Regions from separate parts of the Zea mays genome. Here region 2 is linked to region 1. The links are chromatin contacts, called in public HiChIP or PLAC-seq maps. All regions are on one chromosome and are shown on one strand. Each heading gives the region's core, a stretch centred on a gene start, on an enhancer-like site or on the middle of the called end of the contact. The rest is flanking DNA. Distances are from core to core; before and after follow the strand shown. Region 1 has its middle 35 kb from the start of LOC103640631. Region 2 holds the start of LOC541942.

Evidence for each region. HiChIP or PLAC-seq counts read pairs in DNA pulled down with a chosen protein or histone mark.
Region 2: an H3K4me3 HiChIP or PLAC-seq map of leaf shows a contact between it and region 1, with 3 times the contacts expected there. The contact joins the promoter of LOC541942 here to the enhancer-like site in region 1. A contact is called at or near these places in 9 of 25 Hi-C or Micro-C datasets (bundle sheath, ear, endosperm and 2 more) and 2 of 3 datasets of contacts at active chromatin or transcription factors (leaf and seedling).

The regions. Positions count from the first base shown.
Region 1 is chr1:180,859,536-180,865,656 of Zm-B73-REFERENCE-NAM-5.0, reverse strand. No RefSeq gene overlaps it. Among protein-coding and RNA genes, the nearest start is that of LOC103640631, 35 kb to the right of the region's middle. Within about 2 kb of position 3,001, at least 19 of the 20 cell types and tissues checked have an H3K27ac peak or open chromatin away from gene starts, as enhancers often do. A contact at or near this core is called in bundle sheath, ear, endosperm and 3 more, where this site is marked.
Region 2 is chr1:180,903,400-180,909,520 of Zm-B73-REFERENCE-NAM-5.0, reverse strand. LOC541942 reads right to left here and starts at 2,729. Exons shown (of 13, transcript NM_001319775.1): 1 at 2,694-2,729; 2 at 965-1,318; 3 at 787-874; 4 at 1-114. The coding sequence starts at 1,314.

The DNA of each region.
Region 1 (6,121 bases), core at 1,752-4,251:
TCTAAGTTGACCATCATGTAATTAGTGGTCAAGTTATTAACGAGCCCCTCAATTATACACATGGTAAAAAAATGCATGCTGGCTATTTATGCAACTATAAAAGTTCCATCCATTGAGATCATAAAGGTAGCCTCCATGAGAAGACACCTCTTGAGTATATTTATAAATAGACGATGGGGTAAATGATTTTCACCCTTTTTATATATGCTTTCTAGCCTTTGCACTCCTCGATCTCTTGTTCCCATATCTTTTGTGCCATAAACACATAAGCCCTAACTTGTGATCGCCCTGTTGAATGTGAGTGAAGATTCCTGCATACATCAGCACAACGATGAAGACGGTCGAGCAACAAAGTCAAAGCTAACAAAGACGGGGGTCGGGTTAGCGTCGCCTAACCTTTTCATTGCCTAAGAGCCACCAAGGATGAAGGGACTAGATATGCTTGCCCAAGCATCTAACATAATACTCCGTGACAAGGCCAATGGCGAGTGGAAAGAGCATAGGGACCATCTTTTCCCTTCTCCAATGATATGTGAAATAGTAGTTTAGACTTCTTCCTCTTATCAAGGTTTCAGGCTACCTGCCTCTAATGTCTTGCGAGGGTTGTTACTCTATCACCCTCAACCATTCCAATCCTAGTTCCATTGGCGATCTATATATCTCTGCATCTACGAGTCCTTCCTTGGAATTGCTTCAAGTGTCGCTCTCTTCTGCCTCTAACCCCAACCTAGTGCCAAGGCCCCTATATATCATAGTTAGTGGGGCTGCCTTCTAGCTTTGTGTTGAGGTGAAAGACGAGTACTTTACCTATAGCCTCCTAAACACAAACAAGGAATAGAAGATCTGTGTTGGGGCGAAGGCGAAGACGCTACCCTTCGTGCGAAGCCTTCGTCGCGTCGCCACATCAACAGACGCGTGACGGCTGGCGCGGTCGCCCTTCGTCCTCTCCATCGCAAGACGAAGGCTAGACCCCTGACGAAGTCCGCCGGTCCCACGTCCCTCATCTCGCCCGGAGGCCCACGTGGAATTTGGCCCACTGTAACGGGCCCCGCGTGGGCAGGCAAGTTACGGGCCTCATCTGTAATAGCTTTTCTGTAATGACGGTCTGTAACCCTCCTTTATGAGAATATTCTGGGGATAATCCGGGTACCCGAGGACATAACCGTCCTTGTCTTGGGACGTTCGACGCTCGGGTACCTATAAATACCCCCGTACAGTGCCCTTGAGAGGCCAGATTAACAGAGCTATTGTCTTTCATCATTAAACCTTACGTGCACTCTCACCACTCTCCTGTTGGATCCACTTGCCCAGGAGAGCAAGTTCCAACATTTGGTGCCCACCGTTCGTGCTACGAACAAACCACCCGTGATGGCACCCAAGAGAGCTAGTTCGAAGGCAGCCCCATCCATCGACGAAGCAGCGAAGGCAGCACTGCTAGCCGAGAAAAAGGGCAAGGCCCTCGCAGATAACACCCCAAGAAGCCTGCGAAGACGAAGCTCTCAGCAAGAGACAGCGCAACGAACAACCCACTCCCGAAGACACCCTACGCACGTGCAGCTCCGGAGGACAACCACAAGCACCACCTCCAGGCTTCGCTCCACCAGAGGGCGAGGATGCAACAGAAGATGACGAAGTCATCGACGTCTCAGCCGAAGAACAGCTACAGCTACGGGCCCTGCGCATCAAGAAATGAGCAATCAACACTAAGAATAGGTCGGTCTACTCTAGAAGACAAATGCGTTGGAGGAAGTAGGGCTGACCGCTGCTAGTATAGTTGCCACCTGCTAGCTTCCTTAAGCGATGTATCTGGCCCTTGCAGCAACAAAGAAAATTACGTCTTTGAGTACCTTGGAGACGACGATCCGGCGTGTTGAACCTAAGAGCTGTTAGGAAGTGATATGCTGGTTAGATGACATGATGGCACGACAATTCACCGAGTACAATGTAGATAACCCTCTCCGCTGAAAAAAATAGTTCGAGAAACACTTGAAATGTTGGTTCGTCTATACTTAAGAAAAAAAAATTGCAAGTAGAATTTACACGGTGATGTTCCTACATTCGATCGACCTGGGACGATCTGCTTCTGAGACCATGTGCCGCTTCTTTGACTAAGAACATGTTTGGATGCGCTAAAACTAATAGTTAGCTGGCTAAAAAAATTATGAGTGGAATTAGCTGGCTAACTAGCAGCTGTCTAAATACTAGCCAGTCCTAGTTGGGTTGAACCAGCCAATGGAATAATGGGTAGTTGAAGGTACAACTAAATAGTTAGCTACATTATTAGCCAGCAGGGGTGTTTGGATGTCTTTAGACAATAGCTGGTCGGGCTGTTTGGATGTCTGCAACTACTGTTAGATCTAATGCATTTAAAGAAGGCATACAGGTTAAGATCGATCGAGGTTAAGACCGATGGCAAAACCATGGCGTTTGATGTGCGGGCATGTGCAGGTGGTGGTTGAGAGAGGGGACCACTTGGACAGCGGACACCTAGCTACCTCTGAATCTGATTGGTGCTTCACCAAAACTGTCTGTTAAGATCTGCAGATCGCACTCTTTCTTCGTAATAGAAGAGAAGGGTTTTATTATGCACGCCACCAATTGTGCGCGAAGCAGGATTAAAGACGTACGCTTTCCAGAAAGCAGCCTGTCTCGCTCGATCTCTTTCGCCGCATGTTCATCTCGTGGTGATTATTGTGCATGCATGATCCACGATCGATGCAGCACAGCAGCGCGTGGCATGGCAGCTACCGGCAGATATTTCAGTGTGGTCGCTACTTGCTTGGACGTATCTGCATGCAGCGGCTCGGACAGCGTGTGTTTAAGCGCCGGCTTTCTTTCTTTCTTTCTTTCTTTCCAATTTTCTCCATGCATTTGCCAAATCGAAATGATGAGGGCCGCCTCGTGAGAACCGGTAGCGGTTCATGCAGTGAGTAAAACACATGTGGAGACGGAGACGGAGACGTCTGGAGGGTATCGGCGGAGTAGGTAGGTGACACAGCAGCAACAACAAACAAAAAAGGTGGGGCGTGGTTGGGGGTTGGTGAGATAGTGCCGCGCGCGCTACTTGCACCGTTCATTTTTCTTTTATTCATTTTTTTCAGAGTACAAAAGAAAGAATCAGTTAGTAATATGTTCCTCAATACGTAGTACTCTTCAGTCAACCTTGGTGCACCTACTGGACATTATATGCTTCTATAGCTACCAACGTGCATAAACTGGATCATATAACTCATGGATCGAGGTTGGATAAATATAATGCACAAGTCAAAGGCAGTGCATATTTATTTCACCGGCTACTATAGGCGCAGCTGTTCATACTGCTGCTACTGTAATTTATAAAGACAAAATATTATAGAATCTGTAGCTATAGTTAGATTAAAACCGTAGCAATCGCAGGCATCGACCACTAGGATGTAGTGCGGTCGTTTATCAAAACAATGTTCTCATTTTTTTAACGCGGGCTTGGGCCACACGGATGATGGGAGGTAGACTGACAGTGGCGGACCGGATGGGGGAGGGCCAATGGCAGAGCCTCACGTGGCCTTGTCTCTACGTGAACACGGGATGGCAGTCACACGGACGGACACGACGCGCCAATGCGGTGAAAGTGGCGGCAATCCCATGCATGGCCGCGATTGGATCTTGGAACTAGCAGCCCCGCTGTGGGCCCCAAACAGTAGCAACTTCACGTTCAGGCTATCCGCAACCGTTACCTCTAAATTTTTCCCCCTATATCATTTTCCCCCCTATTTTTCCTCCTATTTTTTCATCTCCCGCAGCGGTTCCCCCTAAATACTCCCTCTATACCCCACTACCACTATAAAATATCATTTTCTATACCAACTATCAATTTTTTATCTACTAACAATTACTCGTGGACCCACAGCACAGTGTTTAGGATGATGAACAGTGACACGCTAGATCTGGGGAGAGAGAAGAGAACCGACACGTAGGGGGCGCTGTAGGGGCACCGCTGTGGCCATAGGGTGCCCCCTACAGCCGACATGCAAAGGGAGGGAGAGCGGTAGCGTCGACCGCTGCAGTCAGTCTCAGCAATCACTCTCGGAACGAAAAAAAACCAACCTGGCTACTCCGTTGAGAGTTGGAAGTAAAAATAATCTGCTCCCCACCGCTACCCACTTGCTCTCTATCTCTAACCCTTCGTTAATTAATTTACATACCGTTTGCCAAACATTTTCCATTAGATAGACTCGTCTATGCCGGAGAATTACTCAAAAATCACTCTACTACAAAAACTAGCTATCGAAAGCTATAGAATCATAAAATGGAGCTATACCAAACATGTCCAGTCCGTTCCATCGTGCTTCTCACGTACAACCTGATTTTGGTTCCCTCTCGCCTTTTTATGTCGTTTTTTCTTTACCTGACGGTTTAGGTGTTGCCTTTAGTCTACGAGGCTGTTTGTTACACTATACGGTGGTAAGTTTTAGCAAGTTACTACACGGTGGTAAGTTTTAGCCCGTATCACATCGCATGTTACTATGCCAGTTAGAAACATTAAACACTTTAATTACAACACCAACTGTAAAGGTAAAAACTAAACAACAAGGCAAACATATTAAGTCTAATTAGTCAATGATGTGGTGCTATAGTAAAAGTTTGCTAATCATGGATTAATTAAGTTTGTGCTCCGTTTGGATGTCGATATTGAAGAGGGTGGAATTGAATTTGAATTGGGTTGAATACCAAATTAGGCATGGTATTGAAATGAATGTAATTCCAATTCTATTGTTTGGATGTCACTGAATTGGCGTTTAGAATTGTGCAGTCTAATTCCACGCAATACCGAGGGGTGATGTTTTGTATTGGGAGAGAGGGCTTCTAGTAATAGTCCAATTCCAGAGAATTGGGCCTCAGATTCCAAATCTTAATTCCACGTGCAACCAAACAACAAGATTTAAGAAAGCTGGTTCCAATTCCCAATTTTGTGCTCCAATATCTACATCCAAACGAGGTATTAACAAATTGTCTCATCGTTTAGTCTTTAGTTATGTAATTAATTTTATGATTAGACTATATTTAATACTCGTAATAGACATTCAAACATCCCATGCGATACATGCTAAACTTTAGTCTGGTGTCAAGTGAGCTATGGAGGCGATAAATCAAACTAAAAATATTTACTTATGTTTTATTTATTGAAAACTCAAAAAAGTATATTATATTTTCTAGAAAACAATGACGAAAATATTAAAATATTTTTTTACTTTCATAAATTTATATAAACTTTAGACTCTAGGGGCCTTTTGCTGGTCCAGAGTTCATTATTATCTCTGACCTCACACCATTAAGGGCTCATTTGGTGACCATGGATCACAGAGGGATTAGAGGGGATTGACGGGAAATTAGTTTATTTCCCCCCTCAAACCCTCCAATCCTTCTGTGATTTCCTTGTCACCAAATCAACCCTAAAGCGGCAACCCCAAACCTTCCGGGACACAAAACCCGTATGAAAGGGTGATGCAACCTCTCTTCTCTTTTCAGATTTTGCAGTATAAAAGATAGGAGTTGTGGAACTATTCCATGTTCACACACACTAGGGGAGGTTAAGGGCTAGACTAATTCAATCAAATCCAGACACTCGTGCACAAGTGTTCGCTTATAGGGTATACATAGAGGTGGATTAGGACCATAGGCTAGAACACCCACCACAACCATGAGGTGATAGGGAGCTATAAGGTCATGATCCTCATGGATGTTTGACTTTGTAATCCTTTTCTCATATGTAATCATTAATCAATGGAGATCTCTAATCAATGAGTAGCAAGATAACTTATGATATTACCAACCTCTCTAATTGCCCATCTGATGGCTCCTGCTCGTGCCCAAGTTTAGCACGACCACCAACCAATAGGGATGAAAACGAGTGTCTAAATAGCTACGAAAATTTTAATATTTTAAATAGATATGTATGAAATTTGATGGTAACCTTTTCTTATGTTATCAAGCACATTATTATAAATAAGAACAAAAAATTGCTAAATTTTTATACATTATTTACTCCTTACAACAAAAAGGTGGAAAATATCAGTATTATCTGAACTGTATCCGAATATTATATCTATCATTGAGAATATATTGATAAATTTGAGGTTTATCT
Region 2 (6,121 bases), core at 1,480-3,979, 44 kb before region 1:
GATGCTGCTAAGAAGGGAAAGAAGAGGGAATCCCTTCTCCACACCCTTGGCAGGCTTTGAGAGCAACAGGTACGAGACTGGTCCAACAAGTACTGGCACGGTATCAACACCGAGCTGCAAGAAGCAACAACACCTTATAAGCCATACAAGCAAAAAAACACATGTTTTTATATTTCAGACTAAACAACACAAAATAAATAATGAGAGTCCAAATTATAGTAATGCCACTCTGTATGCACCTCTGCTTATGGCATAGGAAAATACACTAAACTGGGAATCCTTTTCAGCAAAAACAAAACAACAAAAGCAAGACAAGACCAGCTTGTCAGAGGCACAATACAACTCAGGAAACATTCATACTGTAGCCTGAAATTGTTGTTTCCATGAAGGTCATTTTTGTTCAATGTGCCAACACTGAAATTCAAACAATTAGGTAGAAAGCTCAAAAGTACCAAGACTGTTTGCAATCAATTTGATCTGACAATACCACAATAACAAGATTCCAAAATGTTACAGAAAGTAGGTATCTGGATGTATATCCCAGTTTCTGGGTTAATACAAAATTGCTAATTAAGAGCAGGATTAAAAACGAACGATACTTGAGGTTCAATTAGCTGAATGCATGCTAAACTATGGAATGACCTTATTGGGTAATTATAATGTCAATAAAAATAGGAATATATTAGTAACCATCAGAAAATCAAGTACACAAGTAGGAAATTAACATTAGGACAGTAGGCTGACACATTAAACTGAGACAACAGAAATATAATGAGTGTATCATACCGCCTTAGCCTCCTTATATTCGTTAACAGCCTTGTGAGAAGCATAGGAGAACTTGGTGTTTGGGCCCAATTCAGGGACAATAAAGTGGCTGTAAAAGTAGAACAAAGTTTGTCAGCAAAAAATATTAAATACAAAAGCTCAAACTAAAATTACCATTGGTAGCAGGCAAAGGACTCACTAGTTGGTGTCAAACCACTTGGTCATCTCCATAGCAGGAACAGTGGCGTTGCCCCTGGCCATGGAGAAGTAGGTGTCAAATCCAATCTCTCCTCCAGTCCATGAGTAACGTTCGGGGACAGCGCCGAGCATGGCAGTGGTGTCAAGGACCTGGTCATAGTACGAGAAAGTGTTGCTGGGGATGTACTTGATCCCAGCATCAGCCATCTGCTTCCAGATACTGGCCCTGAGGTCGGTAGCAACCTTCTCCAGATCCTCAGCGGTGCTCTTCCCATCCCAGAAAGACTCAAGTGCAAACTTGAGCTCCCTCTTGGGGCCCATGCGAGGGTATCCAACAATGTGGGACGCCATCTTTCTGTGCCATAAATAGAATTACAGTCAGAAATACCATGTCAACTATTGTAACAAGGAATACAGATGTTTATTGATGAGAACGATATGATTAAGGTCATGCTGAAAGAAGGGAGTATTGAAAACGGGATCTTGCAACAGAGATCAGGAATCTGTGTCACGACCACATAATAATATATAAAAAAATGTCTCGTTAACAATACCAAATTAAGAGTCACTTTATACGGTAAACGTTTTGATTACGTTTTGCCAATCAAAATAATAACTATGAACTCCATGTTCATACTCGTATATTGCTGATAATCCGACAAAGACAGCATTGTGCGCACTATACCACTATACTATGATAAATTTAGTAGTATATCTAACAAAGCTCCTGACCCTTATGCATCGGATTCTACATCTAGTAAAAGTTAAAGCTTCAATCAAGGAATAAAATAGGTTCATCCTAGTAGGTAGGTCAGTTAGGTAAGGGGCACACCAACAGAAAGTGGGGCCCAGTCCCGAGGGGTGGGTGCTGGCCAACTAGATACACTTTACCTAACCAATAATAATTGGTTACCAGTGGGTGGATCCAGGACATCAGCACGGCGCATGCCACTCCACACTGCACTCACACGCAGTGGCTGACGGCATATTCCGGCCTCCGAATCAGAAAGATCTGGCAAGTCCAACCATGCGGAAGCGCAGCCAGCCAGTCAAACGACAGACGCTTGATGCGCTGGGTGCCAGCACAAGCTACCACTTCGTATAGACTATTAATAATAACAAAAAAAATGTGTTGGATCTCGACAGAGCCGCGCGCACGGAGCAGCTGAAATAATAATGATCCGCAAAGCGAAGCCAGTACTAGTCGTCGTCACAGAAGTCAACATGGTCTAAACTAAAATCAAACACACCTCAGATCCAAAACTAAACTGAACTAAACCCCCCTCAGATCCAAACTAAACTAAACCCCGGCAGAACCTCACCAGCGGCCGATTGGAACATAACTATCAGATCTCAACGCGTGGTCGCGTGCCAAGCGAGAGCGAAGCAGTTTGTCCACTCCCAACAGATCCATCGGACCGAGATCCATCGGACCGAGCAGAGCTCAGATCCAGAGCTCTGCTCGGGGGCCAAAACCAGCCCACCCGCATCACCAGATCGACGATGCTCTAGTCCAATAATCGAACCCGGACCTAGCCAGGCCAACCGGATAAGGAGAAAAATGGGCGGGCCAGTCAGACGCTGATCCCGGCAGCGTCGCCAGGCCGATCGGGCGGGGGCCGGGGGGCGGACGGAAGCAGAGCATCGGCCACGCACGTACACACGGATCCCCACAACACCAAGCGCGAAACGATATGAACGAGAGGGGGGCGCCGCGCGCGGTTGCTTACCCGGACGACGGGAGCGGAGGAGACGGCGCAGCGGCGATGATAGGTGAGGAGGAGGAGAGGAGCACGGGAAATGGAAGGGGTTTGGGAGGGCTTATTTATAATCCACTCTCTGGGTTCGTGTGGTTTTGGGGGTGGGGTGGGGTGTGGTGAGGTGGTTGGTGAGATCTGATGGGTGGAGTGGGGTGGGACCCATCTGCTGGCACACTGTTTTTTTATGAAAAGTGTTTTTTTTTTCTCTCGTCGGGGTTGAGTAATTATTTGTGGGGGAAGTTTTACTCTTCAACGCTCGGCTTTAACCGTATTCTCTTTTTCTGCACTGTCCTGAATCATAATTTCTCGTTCGAAAAAAATAGAAGGTAGAAAAATGCATGAATTGGATAGGGATGTATATATATAATAGAATAAAAAACGAAAAATATAGAGAAAGATGCTTAGATGAACCGTGGGGAATATAAGAAACGATGATAGTTTCCTATGCTTAGATGCTCGGCTTTGAGTGGAAGTTTTTACTATAAAATCAAACACAAATAATAGTTTCCTATATTTTTCTTGCTATCAATTTCTTGCATACCAAAGAATGTTGTAGTAATTTGGTATATAGGGATCCTATTTTTTTCTTTGCTTTTCCTACATTCAAAGGGGGCAATCCCACAACGATCATGTGTGTTTTTTTATCTCTCTTATTCGTGCATAATTTCAGTTTTATTCATGTGTATTTCTTGTTCTTGTGTTTTTCAGTCTTGTGTTTCACGTGGATTCTGGCTTACAAACATAGCACTTCTAAAACATTACATGGTTGGGGTCTAGCTTACAAACAGAGCACATCTAAAACATTAAATGGTTGGGCCCTAGCTTACAAACATGGCACATCTAAAATATTACATGGTTAGTATAATCTAAAGTTTGTTTGGATCCAAGGGACTAAAAATACATGCATGATTTTCTTTATAATAATGGAATTCGTATCAAGAAGGCATGTAGGTTAAGGAAATGGCTATCAAGAATGAATTAACCCTTTATTCTTTTTTTTAAGTATACACCTCCCGCGGAAAGAAGAGTATGACAAAAGATATGGAACACGATACAAAAAGGATCTTTATTTATTCTTTCCTTCCTTTATCCCTATCCATACAGAATTTCTCATGAACTAATGCCAAATTCTTTCCATTTATTAATTGCTATAATGAGTGATTTATTCCAATATTAAGTTATTTCGTATTATAGGTCTTGGTGAAATAATGTCAGGTGAATTAGTCGAATTTTGCAAAACCCAAACACCTCGGATAGAGGTAGGAATTTGTCGAACGAACCACACTCCTTCATAGACATCAGGAGTCTCGCCGTTTAAAAGGGAACCATAAAAACGATGGAACCCACTGTTTTTTAGTATCGTTAGAATTTGTTATTTCTATGCGAAATAACAAAATAGAATAAAAAATCGTGGTTGGGAAGGTTTTCGAACACTTTCAATAAAACTCTCTCGTAGAAGTATTTTAACAATGTTTTCAGTAATATTTGTGGATACTATTCGAACAATTCCTTTTTTATTCATGTCTGTGTTTCTTATAGAGGTTAGTAAATCAAGGAAATGATACAATTGGCCAAAATAGATAATGAGGATCATCTCCATATCATTTTGCATTTCTCAACAAATATAATCTGTTTGGCTATTCTAAATGGTTCTTTTTTCTGGGTTCTCTTTTTTTCCTTTTTATTTGTTTCGAAAAAGATATCGTTCGATTCTCCTTCTATTGATACTTTTCCGATTGAGATGTATGGATCCATGTAGCCAAGCTGTTTAAGCCAAACAACCACACCTAACCTTGAGCCTTCAAAACTCAATGCTTGACATTGCTGCTAGGGTAAGTTTGCTTATCAACAACAAAAACAGATCCATACACTGAAGTAGGGGTAGATATGTCATTTGTCAAGCTATTAGCTATTGTTAGCTAGGTTGGGATGGTTAGTAAGAGCAATTCTAGTAGTTTTCTAAATGACTCTCTACAACAATAATTTAGATAGTTAGCATAAAAATACTCTCCAAAAGCTATCTAAATTAACTTCATAAATTTAGTCACTTCTTATCTAACCTTATTTCCTCCCCACATTTAACAACCACTAGTCGGTTACCCGTGCGTTGTGACGGCTCACAACAATACCCACGTAAATTATCCACCAAAAAGATCTCAAGATTTTTTATTGATTGTCTCCGCTCTTTGCATAATATTTTTTATGAACGCACGGGTACCATAGGCAGCAAATCAGAGACCCCCATCCCTCGTCTCCCCCATTTCCAAGGTTTTGTAGAGCAGAAGGGGGAGGGAAAAGGTGGACATACTTATTCGTTGCCGGAGAAGGACACGACGAAGACCTGGACATCTGGAGGCGACATAGGTAGTATACCGCTAGATATATAGGGAGAGAGCACGCAAGTGGAGAAAGAAGCCCAGCTGGAGCAGCTCCAAACTGAGAGGCACCCACACCAAGCGTCAATCCGAGAAGGGCGAGAGAATGCAAGTGTCTTCCTAGCCCTGGATCCGCCGAAGCAACACAACACTACCACCAGCTACGTAGCATACGTCGACTGCTGCCACGCTACGGGCCTTGGTTGACCAATATCTCAGACCTGGACTCCTCATCGCCAAGATAACCTAAGTTGGCAGGTGCCACCATGTCCTCCTCAACGGCACGCACGGAGAAAGGCCAGGAGCATGACCAACTCACGTTGTACTCGCGTCGACGAGCGTCGGACGGCTCACGGCTGCGACCGTGGGCGGGGACAGTAGGTTGGGGAGGAAGAATAGGGCGAGGGCCGGGAAGACAAACGGGACGTCCAACGACGGCGAAAACGATGGTGCACACATGATGTGAATTGTTCTCATGGACGTGCAATAGCCACTGTGCGAGTCGGTGTCGGGGTTGGTGTCAGACGAATATAGGGATGAGGCGCATGCTCCTACGCCCTCTGCCGAGAATGGGTGGCGCGAAGGTGGAGGCATGAGGGGAGAGAGAAAAGAAGTAGAATGGCGAACAAGGTTGTAACATCCCAAAAATCCCAACCCAAGGTTTGAAACCCTAACCTCCTAACCCCCCCCCTTTAATTTATTTTCTCCCTTAACTCTACCCCTAGATCACCTCATCATATGCATACACTTGAAATGATAGGAGCACCTCACTTAGACTATATTTATCACTCAAGATCATTTAGAAAAATTTTGGTTCAAAGGAAAAAGAAATGAGAAGAAACAAAAATAGAAAAGGAAAAGAAAAGAAATAGAAATCAGAAAAAGAAAAAGAGAAACTCCCCCCCCCCCCTCGGCTGGCCCGAATCCGGCCCAACCCGCGTCGCGCGCGCTCCCCTTCCCCTCTCCCCGGCCTAGGCGGCCCAGCTCCGCGCGCCCGCGCCTCCGCTGACAGCTCAGCCCCAC